Linked DNA regions of Rattus norvegicus: region 2 is linked to region 1. The links are chromatin contacts, called in public Hi-C maps. All regions are on one chromosome and are shown on one strand. Each heading gives the region's core, a stretch centred on a gene start, on an enhancer-like site or on the middle of the called end of the contact. The rest is flanking DNA. Distances are from core to core; before and after follow the strand shown. Region 1 holds the start of Fam13a (family with sequence similarity 13, member A). Region 2 holds the start of Tigd2 (tigger transposable element derived 2).

Evidence for each region. Hi-C and Micro-C count contacts between places; a contact is called where the count stands out from the background.
Region 2: a Hi-C map of liver shows a contact between it and region 1, with 3 times the contacts expected there. The contact joins the promoter of Tigd2 here to the promoter of Fam13a in region 1. A contact is called at or near these places in 8 of 12 Hi-C or Micro-C datasets (the A7r5 cell line, Schwann cells, frontal cortex and 4 more).

What each region holds. Positions count from the first base shown.
Region 1 is chr4:89,481,922-89,487,390 of GRCr8, reverse strand. Fam13a (family with sequence similarity 13, member A) reads left to right here and starts at 1,487. Exons shown (of 18, transcript NM_001100862.1): 1 at 1,487-1,670. The coding sequence starts at 1,642.
Region 2 is chr4:89,742,854-89,748,199 of GRCr8, reverse strand. It overlaps Tigd2 (tigger transposable element derived 2), which reads right to left and starts at 3,684. Exons shown (of 2, transcript NM_001305180.1): 1 at 3,420-3,684; 2 at 592-3,261. The coding sequence starts at 2,480. The coding sequence ends at 900. It also overlaps the pseudogene Acbd5-ps1.

The DNA.
Region 1 (5,469 bases), core at 238-2,737:
TTCTGACATGGGAAGCAAGCTCCCAATTAAATACTTTCGTTTAAAAGTTGCCCTGATCACAATGTCCCTTCACAGCAAAGGAAAAATAACTGAGACATCAAGACTGCTCAAAAATATGATGATGTTGATAATGAGGTTGGTTCTAGAAATAGAAGTAATAATTTAAATGCAAAAAAGTACAAATATACTATCAAAAGGGAATATAGTGACAATTTCAGCTTCCTGAGTAATCTGTTAAAAAAATAGCAAGCTGAGAAAAACTACAGGAAAGTCTTTAAGCTGGCATAGTTTTTGAATGTCATTGACTGGGTCTCTGTTCTTTCTGCTGCTAAAAATAATGATTGTGACTGTGTTAGAACTCGTTAAATTTGCATAATGTGAAATAAACTATATATAATGTGTTTTTTGCTTTGTATCTATGAATTCATACTTATGAATCTATGATTTCATACTTTCCTAGAAATAGTATTCCTAAAGAAATAATAGGGGCTGGAGTACTGGCTGATCTTCCAAAGGACCCAGGTTTGGTTCCCAGCATGGCCACTTAGCCATTTGTAACTCTAATTCCAAAGGATTCTATGCCCCCTTTTGGCCCCCTCTGACAATAGTCACACTTGTGGTACACATGTGCATATGCAGGCAAACATATATACATACATACACATACATAGGTGTGAAATACAAAATTATAAAAAATAACCAACGACCACTTAGAACCCTTCTTGGAAAAGTGGTTTTGTAAAATAGAAGAATATATAATAAGAAACAAGTCTCTTCCAAGTACAGTTGATATTTTGGGTAGAAAAAAATAATATGCAAATAGCTACATTCACTTCATATTAATGAAATAAAAAAACAACAACAACAAACGGAAGAACCATGCTAGTAGACATTTTGATCTCCTGAGAACCTGAACCTTCTTAGGGCACGGTGTCCTCCTTCCCGTGAGTGATGTCACCAGGAACTGCTCACAGCCTAGTGTAAATAAGTATCTGGGGAAGAAAATGTGGGTAGGGCAAGGGTCCAGGTATTCTTTCATCTGGAAAAGGCTGGAAAAGCCTTCTCTGGTTACTGTTTGAGTAGTTTTTATTTGTCTATTTATTTTAGGAAAACAAAGTGCAGTCCAACTCTTCCCTTGGGCCTCAAAAACAGGACCTTAAGGAACGCTGTCTGTCCTTGACAATGCATTTCCTTGCTGGCTTTCTTGCACTTTGAGCCCTGCAGGACTGGGCTCCCCTGCAGTTATTGGTTACTCTTCACAGACTGACAGACTTGTCTGGAACCTCTCAGAGGAAAGTTTCAGGTTGCTGGGGCTTGCCAAGCCCACTAAGCAGCGAGCAGAGCGAAGTGGGGTGGGGACAGAAGGAGGAGCGGGAGAAGCAGGAGGAGGATCAGGGGGAGGAGCAGCCTTTCACACTCCACTGCTCCTCCTCTGATTGGCTCTGGGTTTCAGCTGCTTCGCTGGAACAAAAGGTCAAAGTGGACTGCAGTGTAAATGTGGAGGCAGCCGATAAATATCCTTGCCTGCAGCTGGAGGTGGAGAGGCAGTGTCAGCTTCATCAGGTTGTGTGTTCCGCGGGCCCTGCACACAGGGCTTGCCTGGAAGACACTCGAGGATCCCGTGCAGATTCACACACGAGGATGGCTTGTGAAATCATGCCGCTGCGAAGGTAGTGTTCTCCGCTTATGCTGTTTGGTATTTTCTGGGCAGCGTACTTGGCCAGTGCTCGGCATCATTAGTAACAGGCTGCAAACCTTGCAGAACGTTCTGCGCTGTGCTTTTTCCTCAGACCAGATGGAAACATTTAAATAGTGCACTTCTCTTTCACTGACACTTTTGTGCAGTTGCTCGTGATTGTTGGGTTCAGTTATGTTTTCTTTTAATGGAAGTGTATTTAAGACAATACCTCTGCTACCCGAAGCAAAGCAAACTGAATGGGCTTCCCGGGTCTCCAGGCTGTTAGAGCACTTCAGAGGGCTCAGGAGATGGATCTGATTATCTGCTCTCTAGGCAAGGACTTTGTCTCTTCAAGTGCATTGTAGAAAACGGAATAAAGGTTAAGGACAATGGTTTTTCCTTGAATAATTCTAGGTAGATTCGTGACCCAAATGACGCTTGGGGAAAATAACAAAAAACAAAACAACAAAAGCAAAGACACCCCCCCCCCAAATGCTGTGTAAGAGTGATTGAGCACTGGGTTCTGGCATTGCTGCTGGGGACTGTGATGAAGGGGTCCCTGAGTCCTATCAAATAAAGAAGGGTAACTGTAAATAGCCCGGGCTGTTTGGAAGCACACTACTGGTGAAGTAGATAGGAGTGCTGTGTCCTGGTGTGTTAAAGCCAGTACAGAAATGACTGTGTCCTGTCCCCACAAAAAGTCTGAGCCACCCAAGGTCACAGTTCATAGTTTAAAAACTTACTTTGGCTAATCATATGGTCACATTTGAGCTGCAATTACAGTGACATCTGACTTCACATATATGTTTCATTTACATTTTTCTATGGAAAATGGTATTTTTAAAAAAATCAGGCAGTAATGACGATTTATTGAAAAAACTTAGGTAAGATAGATTTACTTAAAAAATAATCCCACGGATATTGTTTGTGTTTTAACGACAGAACTATGATGAAAAAATGTATTACTTATGATAAAGGGGCTCCTGCAGACTTTGATTTTGCTGTCCTGTCCTGTCCACTGAAATAGGAATGTGATAAGGTGTTCAGAGTACCCGATCAGAAAATTGATACTTCAGTGGGGAAGGAAGTGCTCTGTAGAGGAATCCATAATTCTATATTGATTTGGTGAAAAAGTCACCCACAAAACTAATGTGCGCTTTCTGGAGTTTTAATATCTGATTTTAAGGTCGGGAACTTACATCCTTACAATGTCAGTCCTGAAGAGTTCTAAGCAGGTTGTGCTTTAGATAAAAAGTGTTGGCCATTACCAAGCCCCGTTGTAGCTGCCTGATTATAGAAAACCTGCTAATACAGAGCAAAAACGACCATGTGACTTCCTGAAAATGATTGTACATTGTCGGTTGCTGTAGTGAACCTACGAATATCTCAATGTGCATTCAAGAATGCTGAGTCATGACTTTTGTCTCCCTGATCTTTCGTGCACTCAATGTCCACCCCCCAAGCTCGAGGGGAGGGAGTGATTGATTCCCTGGCGATCTTCACTGGGAGCTTATTTCTGCTTTTGATTATAAACTTCCAGAAAACAGTGGCCAGGTGTATGATGAGGCTTCCTGCACAGAGGTCCCTTGTGAGCCTAAGTATTTATGCCAACTCCCTCATGCTCCTGCAGTGTTTCGTCAGCTCTCGGGCCAATGCTGTTCTCTATGTTTGTTACAGAAATGAAACCCATTGCTGAGGATCCCATCCTCAATCTACCCAAAGAAGAGAGTTTATAGACACAGGCAGGGTTTCAGAGTGCTTGAAACTGAATTGAAATAAATGGGTAAAATATTAGCTTTAAACAAGTTAAGCAATTCATGCTGAATATTACATTGAAAATAGTGGTGTAAATTCTAGTTAATGATTATAGCTTGTAGAAATCTATTGACAGCTGGTCTGTGTAGCGATCTAACACTATGCTGCCTAACATTGGCACATAGCATATTAAATATCATGGCCTTATGGGAGGTATTCTTTTCAGTTTTGACTGTTCAAACAAAACTTACTGTTTAATGTTTTCTCCTTGAGCAAACCCTACTACCCTACCAGTGAGGTGATTAAGATACAAGTTCTACTGTCCCACACTAGTGAAGATGCAGAAGCATCACCAGGCGGTTGCAATGTCATGCGGTAAATTCTGTAATACACAGCAAGATTAGAGTAATAACAGATGCGCCTGGATGAATACGTTTTACCCTGTGTTTTATTCAACCTCATCTACGTGTCTGATGTTATTAGAGGGTACACATGTACTGTAATGTCTACCTAACTTATAATTTTCATAGATGACTTTCTAGCCTTCCTTTCCATACCTTCCAAAGTCGTAGAAGACATTTTTATACTACTTATTAATAACTGGGATGAGAATGCATACCAAATTAAAAAGTGAGAATGATTTAAAGCACCTTTCCACTCTTCTGTTTTCTGTGGAGTTTCCAGCATAGCCTTGACTCAGACATGCATGGGTTCCAGTGAGACCTTTGCAAAGACTGAGTGTTCAAATTTTGTCCCTAGGTAAAGTTCTCATTTCTTACAACTTATTTCTTATTTCAACTGACTTAAATTAAAAATGGAGTCTTGTTAAGCCCTAAACAAATTTAATCAAATAGTCTCACATTTTTATTTTTTTTAAAGATTTTTATTTATATTTTAATTGTGTAGGGACAGAGGTCTGCATGTACCTTTGGAGGTCAAAAAAAAAAAATCGGATCCCCTGGGGCTGGAGTTACACGTGATTAGGAGCTGATAACTGAACTTCAATCCTCTGCAACCTCTTCTAAAATATTTACATCATTCATGATAAAACAATGCACTTTATGGTCTTCCCTATCTGTAAGGGTCCCTGGCATAAATAATATGAGGGTACTAATTAAAATGCAGAACCCTGTTTCCATTTCTTTTTTTTTTTTGCTTTTTTCCGGAGCTGGGGACCGAACCCAGGGCCTTGCGCTTCCTAGGCAAGCGCTCTACCACTGAGCTAAATCCCCAACCCCCAGAACCCTGTTAAGAATTGAAAAGAAAGTGAGATTTTTTTTTCACCGTCAGTAACTAATGTGGTTGCATTTTTATCAGATCCCAGGTCAGCCAACAGCTCAGCTCTCTGAGTGATTCACCTTCTTTTGGTGTTGCTTTCCCTACAGTAAGTAGGTATAGATCTCTGCCAATGTAGTTCCTGAAAGACACACTGTAGCAGGCCCAGATACAAAGGGTTTATCTAGACCTTGACAAACTCAGTTTTCATAGTAGTACCTGATTTGCTAGATTAACTTCCCAGTAGCCCGTAAGTCAGTTTATCTCCACGAAGGGTGATGTGGAAGACCATGAAAGGTAGGGATTTGCTTCCTCTTTTAAATGTACAGGCATCTTCATGCTTGGGTAAGCATAGAGTGTGGGTCTTGTTGGTTTACTGAGAAGCAGAGGTTCATGATGTCTATGGAAGTCTCGTTTTCATCCCTTCATCCAGAACATCACAATAGCTAGTGTATGCTCATGAATATTAGTTTTCCGATAGTGAAACCCGAAAGAAATCCATGTTTCAGTGAACTTCAAGGAAGACTTAAAGCAACATAATTAATTAGCATGTACCAATGATTCAACATTTAAAATTTTGCCGAAACTTCCTATCAGTGGAATATATGTTGGTCTTACGAGTACACTTCAGCAAGCACATCAACATTGACAGTGGGATGACGCTTGAGTTCACTGGTAAAAATCTAAGTCACATGGAGCCTGCTCCCGGGCTACTGTGTGATGTTAGAGAGCCCCCTGCTGCTTGTGGAGGTGATGGGTGA
Region 2 (5,346 bases), core at 2,435-4,934, 260 kb before region 1:
CTTGAGGCCTTTCCACCGTATTTCCCTCATGTTCCATCGAATATCAGCTCACTGTTCATGGGCTGGTCTCACAGTCTGTAGATATGCTCATATTTTCAGCACTTCACAAAACATACAACCCATGAAGACAAAGCTTTATAGTGTTGCATAAATGCCTATGAGTTTATTAATAACTTCTGACACCCTTTAAAGAATAAAGAATAAAGCTTACCTTTTAATTTTTCGAAACTCAATTCTTTAAGAAGTTAAAATTTGTGACAAAGACTGGCTTACCTTCCATATGAGTAAAGAACTTTTGTCTCAGAGAGAAAGGCTGACATCCCAGGCCTTTCTCTTGGACTGTTTTACCTTAACCTTGTCCTTCACTATCCTCACAAATGGTCCATCTCAATAGCTAGCTGCCCACTTTTTGCCAGAAAGCAATGCTGTTTCCAAGGCTTGGCACTACTGTTATCTAGTTTAATGGAGTCACAGCAAAATCCTTCAAGTACAATCTTCGCTGACCTCTCTTAAGAGTCTCACACATGGAAATGTGAACTCTTCCCTGACATTTTTTACTTTACAAATGATATTCAGGAAAAGTCATCAAAGTTCAATTTGAGTAAGATTTATTGAGCGCCTACAGTGTGCACTGCCCATCACTAGACATGTTGACATTCAGCACACACCACCTCCCAGCCGCCAGTATATTAGGATCTAATTAGTATAACACAGTTTAGACATTGACAAGTGAATTCCATGTCATGGCTCAATCAGAACCAACATTAAAGAGCTGTAGTTTAATTAATCCAGAACAGCATCTAATCCTAAAGTCATGTGTAACATTTATTTGGCTTTAGGTAAATTCCACTGCAGACAAAAGTCACAAAGATGAAAATGCACAGCGACAGAAGAGAGGACTATAGATGACTTTTAGTTTGTATTCTCTGTTTTCTTCTTATAATGGTCCGAAGCCTCCGCAAGACCAGCTTATCAGAGAGTAGCATGTCATCCTGTTGTTCTAGATAATCCAGCAAATTTTCAGTCCACTCAAGTGCAGCTCTGTGGCTGATATGCTTCTCTGGATTCAGTTCTGCTTTCCGAGTCTTCCTGGAGGGCTGTTTTTGCTCACCAGCCTTTGCCCGGTCCGCAGCACCTACAAGGTCAGCTAACACCTGACAGTTGGAGCCACTACTCCGGGAGTCAAACCACTGCCCAATATTTTCAATGTTAACATGTTCACAATCTTCGGTATTCTGTAAAACCGTTGCTAAATTAGCTGCTAAAATGGCTCCTTCGTCAATGCTCACACTTGGATTTTCCTCATTGCCAGGGAAAAGTTTTCTCCACGCTCTGGTTATGGTACTCGATCTTATCTGGTTCCAGGCTCTGGATGCCTCATAAATTGCATCCAACACTGTCAAATTCTTCCAAAACAATTTAGGGTCATTTCCTTCATCCATGTATTTTTGGATAAGTCCTGCTCTGTAATATCTTTTGACAGTGGTTAGAACTCCTTGGCTCATAGGTTGAATTAGACTTGTGACATTTGGCGGCAAATATTTCACAATTATTCTGCCATCATCTGAGTTCAACAGTTCTTCGGCAGGATGTGCTGCAGGAAAATCTAAAAGTAGTACTGCCTTTTCTCGAAGCCCTTTGGATTTCAGATGCTTCTGCACCTGTGGCACAAAGCACTTCTCAAACCACTGTTTGAGAACAGAGGGCTCGATCCACGCACTTTTTTGACTGAAGTACGTAACAGGAAGGTTTGAAAGGTCAGTTCCTTTGAACGCACGGGGTCTTTTTGCTTTTCCCACCACACAAAGATTAAGCTTGTGTAAACCTGTGGCATTTGCACAACACATAATAATGATTCTTTCTCTGCTTGTCCTATACTCACAAGTACTCTGGTCAGTGTCAAAAGCCAATGTCCTTGTTGGTAGACATTTCCAGAACAATCCAGTTTGATCAGCACCATAAATTTGTTCTGGTAGGAGATTTTCTCTTTTCACAAATTCCTGAAAGTTACCACAAAATTCACTGGCAGCAGTTTCATCCCCTTTTAACTTTGTGCCTTTACCAGCAGCCTTTGGAATACCATGACGCTGCTTAAACCTAGTAAGCCAACCAGAAGAGGCATTAAAATCACCTTCCATACCCAAGGCATCGAAAAAGAACCTAGCCTGCTTTGCGCAAATAGTTCCAGACACTGGAATCCCATTTGTTTTCTGTTGATTAAACCATTCTATCATAACTCTGTCAAGCTCCTCATATGTTGATGACTTCATAGACTTACGCTTGGATACCCCACTAGTAGGATCTGAATTGTTGGCATAGTTTATAATTCTCTCTTTGTTTTTTTTAATGTCACGAACTGTGGATTCACCAATTCCATACAGGACAGAGAGTTTTTTGAAGGAGTTGCCTTCTTCAAGCTTCTTAATAATGTCAAGTTTGTCTTTAATTGTCAATACCACACGTTTACGTTTTCCCAACATTTTAGCCTAATTATTTTAGACAATTAACAACTTGGATGTGAACACAAAGAGACCAGAAAATGGAGGCTTAAGAGTCCTCAGCTGTACCCTAGGACTTGGATGGTATAACAATTTTCAAAGAAAGTCTGATTTTTTCATTTCATTTAGAACTTAACCTGTTCCTACAACAAGGAATAGCTCAAGTGAACCCTATTTTCTCTTCTTCCTCCTTGCTCTTTTCTTGAATTGCAGCCTTACTGGAAGCTGAATCAATACTGCCCTGCCACCGAGGTTTCTAAAATATTCTCATGACCATCAACTTTTGCCATTACCGCGGGATTATTTTTCGTTTTTCTTACGCTATGTTCAAGAATACAGTTTTACTCGGGCTTGCACACTTAACAGACAGAAAAACAGAGCAGGACGACTCACTGCCTGACTGTTGTTGTCTCTGTCGATTCTGCCCGATTCAAGGCAAGGACTCCTGGTGAGTACCTATGAAAGTCATAGCTAGCAGAGGTGAGCTGTCAGTGTAAGGGGACAGGCAAACAATTCAGTACTTTAAATCAACAAGAACTTATAGCTAATGGATTTGGCAACTGAAAGGGAAACAGCGGACAAGAAGTAATGTCACATGATTCAAGAAAGGATAAAAAAACTTCATTGGTGGAAATCAGGACCCAACGCTGCAACTAGGGGGTGATAAGCTGGGTGAAGATCGTACATTAATCCTGGTAGAAGATGATCTCCATGACCACAGAAGTAGCTGCTGGGTCTGTAGAGGTACTCGAGCCTTTGAAACCTATAGGAAAATATCAAACACGTTTTCTTTTCAGTATCAGTCCACGATATTACTCATACCTACCCCTGCAACTGTGGCTAGGTCATCTCCACCTATCAACCTGACAGGTAATAGACAAATTAACGCTCGCAGGCACCACCCGGGAGCTGAGAGCCTACCTCCTGACACTACCAGGGCCTCTCCCCGCCGGCCAGCAAGCTCCGAGCCGGACGCTGGGTGAAAGTCGGAGGCAGGGGATCACCGCCACAACCCTGCAGCGGGCTAATGGTCACCGGGCGCGCGGGACGCCGGGAAGCAGGGAGCGGGCATCGTTCTGCCTGACCGGCCAGAAAACAGAGCCAGCAATGGAAGTCCCCAGCGAAGCCGACCCCGCCAGCCGCCGCAGAGTGAGCGCGCAACGGAGCTGCGCGGCCAAGCCGGAAGGCAGGGGATTAGGTACGCGCGCGCGCCCCCGCAGGAACGTGTTGTCGGCGAGGGGGCGGGGATGCGCGGGCGAGCCCGCTGAGGGGCGTGGCTTCTTGGAGGAGGGGCGGGACTTAGTCAATGCTCCGCCTCCGGACACTCAGCTTGTGGCTCACAGCTGAAGCCAGCAGAGGGCGACGCAGGGTCATTCCAAGTGGCCGGACTGCAAATGAGGTAGGAGTAGCAATTGCAAGGTTTTCATTCAGGTAAGACCCCAGGGAGTGCACAGAGCCTGCGTGCCTTCTTCTGCGACTGCGGCGACACAGAGCCAGATAGCAGGGGCGAGCCAGAAAGACACTTGGCACAGAGGACCTTATGCTGGAGCAGGAATGTAAGGATCACCACCTGCTGTCAAAGCGGAATTTCAAAACTTCCACCTGAATCAGTCCCAGAGACCCCTCTCTAGCACAATCGTTTTTTGGATGTTGTTATTGTTTTTAAATCCTTCTTCCATAAACCACAACCTGATCTGGAGTATTCTAACTTCTGTTTCTCAAGACAGACGGGTTTTTTTTTCCCCCATAGAATTCTAGTACCAGGAAAGCGAAATCAGACTGAGCATTCACTCTGCAGAGAAGAAATGTTGATTCCAGGCCCCCTTCTGTCTCCCAAGTCATATCTGTGCTGTCGTCCTGAGTTCCAGCCTTCCACTGTCTGGCCTATTAAATAGAAATCCTTTGATCTTTGATCTATCTGTGCTATCATTGGAATGACGTTGCTGGGCAAGGCCTAATTTTGCCTGAAAGTAGACTTCTCACAGCTCTTACCTGCTTCAAGCCTCCAACGAAGCAATCTGGGCAGTTCTGAATGACCATTTCTAGTAAAGTACAATTTCATTTCTATTGCTTTTAAAAAGTTCTCTTGTCCCTTCTCATTCCTAAGGAGTGAGCAAAAACACTGCACCACCTGCTCGTCTCTTTAACAGAGGAGAGCTAGCTTTCACAGAGGCCAACCTCATGGAAATCAGGCTGTACTTTGCTTGCCTGGCATTTCTTTCCTCTTCCAGCCTCCTGGGGTCACTGTGGCCTATGATATTACAAAAGGAAAATAACTCCTGCCTTGCTTGCCCATCCCACTTTCTGGAAGCTAATTTCCTTTCCCATAATGTGGTTGGGGTTTCATTTTATAGCTGTTCTCTGTCACTCAAAACAATTCTATTTACAGGCCTTTAACAACATTTTTAAGGTAGCAGTGTCTTTAAAAGGTTTAGTTCTGGGTTGGGGATTTAGCTCAGTGGTAGAGCGCTTGCCTAGGAAGCGCAAGGCCCTGGGTTCGGTCCCCAGCTCCGAAAAAGAACCAAAAAAAAAAAAAAAAAAAAAAGGTTTAGTTCTTTCTGGTGTCTCTCCTTTTGGTCTGTGGTTATGGAGGTATGATATGTTGTGAACTGTGGCAGACTCAGGATTTAAAACACTAAGTAAAATGTGTGTTTCTGTAGTTGTGCATGTGACATACATTTGTCTAACATGTAGAAGGCATACTATCAAAAGTGAACTTTCGAGTCAGGTATGGATAGGAGGTAATGGGAGGTTCATAGTTGTGACAGGTAGTACCACACTGGTAAGGGTGTTGATAATGGAGCAGCAGCATGAAGACAGGAAATCTGTCTTGTACTCAAATTACGGT